Regions from separate parts of the Oryctolagus cuniculus genome. Here region 2 is linked to region 1. Evidence: chromatin contacts called from public Micro-C data. All regions are on one chromosome and are shown on one strand. The core of a region is the stretch at or near the end of the contact, and the rest is flanking DNA. Distances in the headings are between cores, read along the strand shown.

Region 1 (2,700 bases), core at 161-2,660:
GCTCCTGGCTTCGGCCTGGCCTAGACCTGACATTGTGGCCATTTGGGGAGTGAACCAGCAGATGGAAAATCTTTCTGTCTCCCCCCACCCCCCTCTCTCTAACCCTGCCTTTCAAATCAATCAATCTTTTAAAGAAACGTTGATGAACCAAAACACAAAGGTGTGGAGTCAGCACTGGGCCTGGCGGTCAAGTCGCCGGCATTCCACGTTAGAGCACCTGGGCCCATGCCTGCCCTGGCTCTCCATTCAGCTTTGAGCTTATGCAGACCTTGGGAGGCAACAGATAGCGCGAATGGTTGGGTTCCTGCCACCCTGAGACCTGGACTGAGTTCCTGGCGCTCAGCTTTGGGCCCAGTCCAGCCTCGGTCCTTGTGGGTGTTTGGGGAATCAATCAGCAGATGAGACGTCTCTTTCTAACTCTCTCTCTAACCAAGCTTTTCTAAAATTTAAAATCAAAGGTGTAAACATAACTTAGCATCATGGAAGTAATCTTCAAAAGAACCAAATCGAACGGTGGGAGGATGAAAAAAACCGTTCACTGTCGGCATCAAGCACCACGCGCAGTCGTAGTAGTAACAGTAACAGAGTTCCCCAAAGCACGGCCTTCCGGAATTCTGCCGCAAAGCTGCAGCTCCCCAGAGATGCACCTTTCACCCTCACTGCCCCGGGTGAGACACAGAAAATCCCAATCCACATGGTAAAATTCTGTAAGTCCACTAATTGAGCACTAAGACTGCACTACTAAAAGTCACAAATCAATACATGAAAATGACACATCCTAACAGTTCAAATTACTTAGTTTCATTTTTGTCTTTTTTTTTTAAAAATGTGAATAAACAGACTCACAGTTCCACAAGGTTTGGAAGCTTCTGAGCAAGGTTTTCTGGCTGAAAATTAAAAACTCAGAATTAAATTTTATTTTTGAAAAATGTATAAACATTTCTAATTTGCTTAAGCACAAAGTATTACCTTCTGGTGGGGCACACAACTTGAGAAATAATAAACCAGCCTGCCTGCAGGTTATGCTTACACAGACCATACTATAACTTACACATTTAAACATTCAAAATCAATGTCCCTTAGAGAACCCAGAAACCTCTTCCATGGAAGAAATAAAAATGTCTTAACAGACGCAGAGAGGAGAGCGCTATGTGAGGACAGAGCCAGACAGGGGCAAGGAGCCCCAGGGCCACAGTGGGGCAGGGGGTGGGGGGGTGGAGGTGGGGGGGGTGGTGGGGGGTGGAGGTGGGGGAGGGGGGTGGTGGGGGGTGGAGGTGGGGGAGGGGTGAGCAGCGTCTCCTCCCAGCTCCAAGAAGGAGGCAGCAAAACCACATCTGGGTTTCCATGGGCAGGGGGCGATACTTCCTGGCAGCCTTAAGACACCAAGGCCCCACCCACCCCAACTCCCAAAGAGAAAGTCAGGGAAATTCGCAGCCCAGCTCCAGTGGGAATAAACAGAGGAAGCTGAGCTCACGCAGGACAAGGGTGTGTCTCCCTGCTCACGGTCCTGAGGGCACAGCAGAGGCAAGGAGGGGCAGGGACAGGAAACCAGCCACCGAGAAGGGGGAGCGAACAGGAATCTGGGTCCCTCGTCCAAAATCCAAAATCGGAGTCCTGAGAGACTGGCCCGCCCAGGGTGAGGGAACGCCCCTCTGTGCTGCAGGCTGTGGGTGAGGAAGCCTCCAGTAAACATCCCGGGCAGCCGGTGTGCACAAGGAGCTTCCCTTGCACTGAGGAACTGCGCTACCTTTTCTAAGACTTACGTCATCTATTGGAAAGGCAGAATCGCAGAGCAAGGGAGAGACAGAGACAGAGGTTTTCAATCTGCTGGCTCACTCCTCAAATGGCTGCAACAGCCGGGGCTGGGCCAGGCTGAAACCAGGAGTCAGGAACTTCATCTGAGTCTCTCACATGGGTGCAGGACCCCAAATACTTGGACCATCTTCCACTGCATTCCCAGGGGCATTAGCAGGGAGCTGGATTAGAAGTGGAACAGCCAGGACTCACTGGCGCTCACACGGGATGCAGGCTGCAGCCTGACCTCCTGTGCCACAACACTGGCACCTACAATATCTTTTCATCCCACTTTTCCATGCAAGTTTTGAAGTCCCTTTGTATATAAAATCAATCTGTCAATCTCTCTCTCTCTCTTTCTCTCTCTCTCTCTCTCTCTCTCTCTCTCTCTCTCACACACACACACACACACACACACACACACACACACAGAGTTCAAGTTTACGAGTACACAAAGGAATGAGTGGCTAAGAGTGAAGGTGCACTCTGAGGAGCTGTGGTTCTTGTCAGCCACATTCACGCACAACATACAATGAGCTAGACACCAACAACGAAGGACTGCGAATGCCTTTTGAGAAGACACGTGGTCTGACTCAGTTTGGAAGGCCACCGTAAATTCTAAGAATTGACGTGGGGTGGAGGGAGCTGGCTCTGGCTGCTCTCCAGGCCCAGCAGGCATCCTAGGAAAAAGCAAAGAGCACGAGGTGTGTTTAGGGAGTCGCAGGGATGATCGATTTGGCTGCAGCTCTAACTGCACTGCTGAGGAGGCCCCCACCTGCAGGAGACAGGCAGGTCAACAGCAAAAGCACCGAGGGTCACGGAGTTTCCGATTTGCAGTAACAAAAGTAGTTTTCAGTAATAGTGATTGTCATTAAGAAAAAGATGAGGATTCCTATTCTCTACCTA
Region 2 (2,700 bases), core at 178-2,677, 270 kb before region 1:
CCCGGCCCCGACCACCGACCACCGTCCCCCGCCCCGCACCGCCCCGACCCCGACCACCGCCCCCAGCCTGGACGCCTCGGCCCCGACCACCGCCCCCCGCCCCGCAGCGCCCCGGCCCCGACCACCGCCCCCCGTCCCGCAGCGCCCCGACCACCGCCCCCCGTCCCGCAGCGCCCCGACCACCGCCCCCAGCCCCGCAGCGCCCCGACCACCGCAGCGCCCCGACCACCGCCCCCGCCCCGCAGCCCGGCCCCGACCACCGCCCCCCGCCTGGACGCCGCTGACAGCCGCGCACCGGCCGAGCCCGGCCCCGGCGTCCCGCCCCGGCCCCGACCACCACCCCGCTCCGCCGGCCGAGCGCGCCAACTCGGCGCCCCCCGCCCCGGGGAACTCCGTCAACTTTCGGGGAGGCGGCGCCCACCGCCGGCCCCCGTCCCCAGGCGCGGCGCGGGCCCGAGGTGGCGGCTCGCGACGACCCCGCGCGGCCGCGCCTCCGTCCGCCCGGGCCGCGGCGCCCGCCAGACCCCCGGGCCCGCCCGCCTGCCCGCCCGCGGGGCGCCGCGCCCCCGGCTGCACCGGCGCCGCGCCCCTGCGCGCCGACCCCGACCCCGCCGCCCCGCGCCGCCCCGCGCCGCCGCGTGCCCACGGCCGCGGCCCCCTCCCTGCCGGGCTCGGGCTCGTCCCGGCGGCCCCCGGCGCCCGCAGACGCCCCTGCTCGGCCCCGCCGCCCCCCGCCCTGCAGCACCCCCACCTCACCCCTGCCCGGTCCCCTTCACGGAGACGCCGCCCCCTCTGGCGCGGACGGCCCCGCGGACGGGGCCCCGCCGCTCGCGGCCCTCACCGTGTCCCCGGCGCAGCTGGCGGGCGCACACACGCCGCAGCCCCGGTCCGCCACCAGCGCGCCGCGCCGCCCGGAGCCGCCTCCCTCAGCCCGGGACTCGCCGGGACATCCGCGCACGGATCCCCACACCGGGGCTATTTTTAGGAGCCAGGCCTCGGCCAGACCGGAACTCGTTCCCGGGCGCGCGTGCGCACTGCGCCCCGCCGCGGTGTCCCTCCGCCAGCCGGGCCCGGCGCGCTCGCCCGCCGCTCTCCCCTCGCCTCGCCGGGGAGGTGTCTGTCTTAGGGCCGACCCAGCCTCCGAGCAGGTCCTGCGGGCCCTGCGGCGCGGAAGACGAGGGTCCGCGCCCAGAGGGACGCTCTTTGGCAGCGGTCGCTCTTGCACAAGGACGTGAGGGGCGGACTATGTTTTCCGGGTGGCTGAGGAGACGGCTCACCCGGCACAGGAAGGAGATGACGGCGGCTTGGCGCCGGGCTGCGGGCTGGGGCTCGCCTCCCTGCGAACGACCGTGGTCCCCTGGAAGGGCTGCCGGTCACTTGACGAGGCCGGGGCGCCTCCCAGGGCGGGGCGGCCCCGCGGGAGCCGCGCTAGTGACGCGGCGCGTGGCAGGTCGCCGCGCGTGGCCCGCGCGCAGCCAACCCCGGGCGTCGGGGGCGGGGCGCGGGTGGCGCGCGGCCGGCGTCCAGGGCCGGGCGGCGTCCGGGAGTGCGGCCGGGCCGGGGCCAGCGCCGCGCCCTCGGTCGGGGCCGCTGGCGGCGGCCGCGCCCACGCGCTCCCCGTGCCCGGAGCCGCACCTGTGCGCGCGCTCGGCGAGCACGGGGGGACCCCAGCCCCGGGGAGCCCAGGACGTGCAGGGGTCCTTTCCGCCCGTCCAGCCGGGCTCCCCTTGTCCTGACTCCTCAGGGTGCCTAGGGTGCCCGCGGCGCTGAGCTAGAGGATAAGCCCCCGGTGATACGACGTGGGCGAGCAGAGCCAGTTTCTGTTCCCATTTTACAGCTGAGGACAGGGAAGGGGAGGCTTGAAGTGAGCTGTCAGGGTCACAGCTCTTGAGAGAGGCGCCCGGAGGACTTGAACTCCTAACCGCGCTGCGGGCCCGAGTTTTAGGAGAGAGAGGTTTGGAAATGTGGTTGAAGTCGCCTGGGTGTTTTGAGGGGGGTTACTGATTTGTTCCATTGAGATCTTTAAGAGGTGAGCAGTTATCGGTCCTCGTTTCGGGGCCACACCGCCTGCACCCGCGCCCAGAGGTGCCTGAGCAGTGGACACAGAGCCAAATGATTGTTTTCCAATGAAGAGGCAAAGCCCAGTCCCACAGCACTGAGAAACGAAGGGACGGGGTGGGTGGGCAGCGGGGAAGAGGAACCGGGAAGTTGCAAAGGAAGCCGGAGGCTCGCTGGCTTCCTCTCTCCAGGACGACAAAGCCATGTGCTGGGGAGGGCCCAGCACAAAGGCGGCACCGACACCAGACTCTGCTCAAAACCCAGTGTTTCAGGGCAGCCAGCACCGGGGCCCAGGGAGGTTTGCGCACACATAGAACCCTGGTGTGCATCCCAAGTCAGGTGGGGATGCGTGCTTTTTAGCCAGCCAGAAGCTGCGCCGTCTCCTGGATTTGGCGCCTGCACTCCGGGAAAATGAGAGTTGGATAGGTTCTCTTCAAACCTCAGGGCGCGGAGCCGAGCGACAGTAAGAAGCGCCGCCCTGCTTGCCACCTGCCTCTGCCTTGGAGGGAGGGGAGGGCCTAGGAGAACAGCCTGTGCCCCTGGGGGGCTCCCCCGCAGCTTCCTGGGGCACTGAGAGCCATCCCGGGCTGCCCACCCCCTGCCCATCCCAGTGTGGCTGGTCGCCGGGCCCAGAGCGTGGCA

What was found. Hi-C and Micro-C count contacts between places; a contact is called where the count stands out from the background.
Region 2: a Micro-C map of ear pinna shows a contact between it and region 1, with 2.8 times the contacts expected there. The contact joins the promoter of MEF2A here to the enhancer-like site in region 1. A contact is called at or near these places in 2 of 6 Hi-C or Micro-C datasets (ear pinna and an unstated tissue).

The regions. Positions count from the first base shown.
Region 1 is chr12:9,004,496-9,007,195 of mOryCun1.1, reverse strand. LRRC28 (leucine rich repeat containing 28) reads right to left here. Exons shown (of 9, transcript XM_051822974.2): 3 at 847-887. Among named protein-coding and RNA genes, the nearest start is that of LRRC28, 21 kb to the right of the region's middle. Within about 2 kb of position 1,410, at least 2 of the 8 cell types and tissues checked have an H3K27ac peak or open chromatin away from gene starts, as enhancers often do. A contact at or near this core is called in ear pinna, where this site is marked.
Region 2 is chr12:9,277,036-9,279,735 of mOryCun1.1, reverse strand. It overlaps MEF2A (myocyte enhancer factor 2A), which reads right to left and starts at 1,427. Exons shown (of 11, transcript XM_051822954.2): 1 at 1,278-1,427.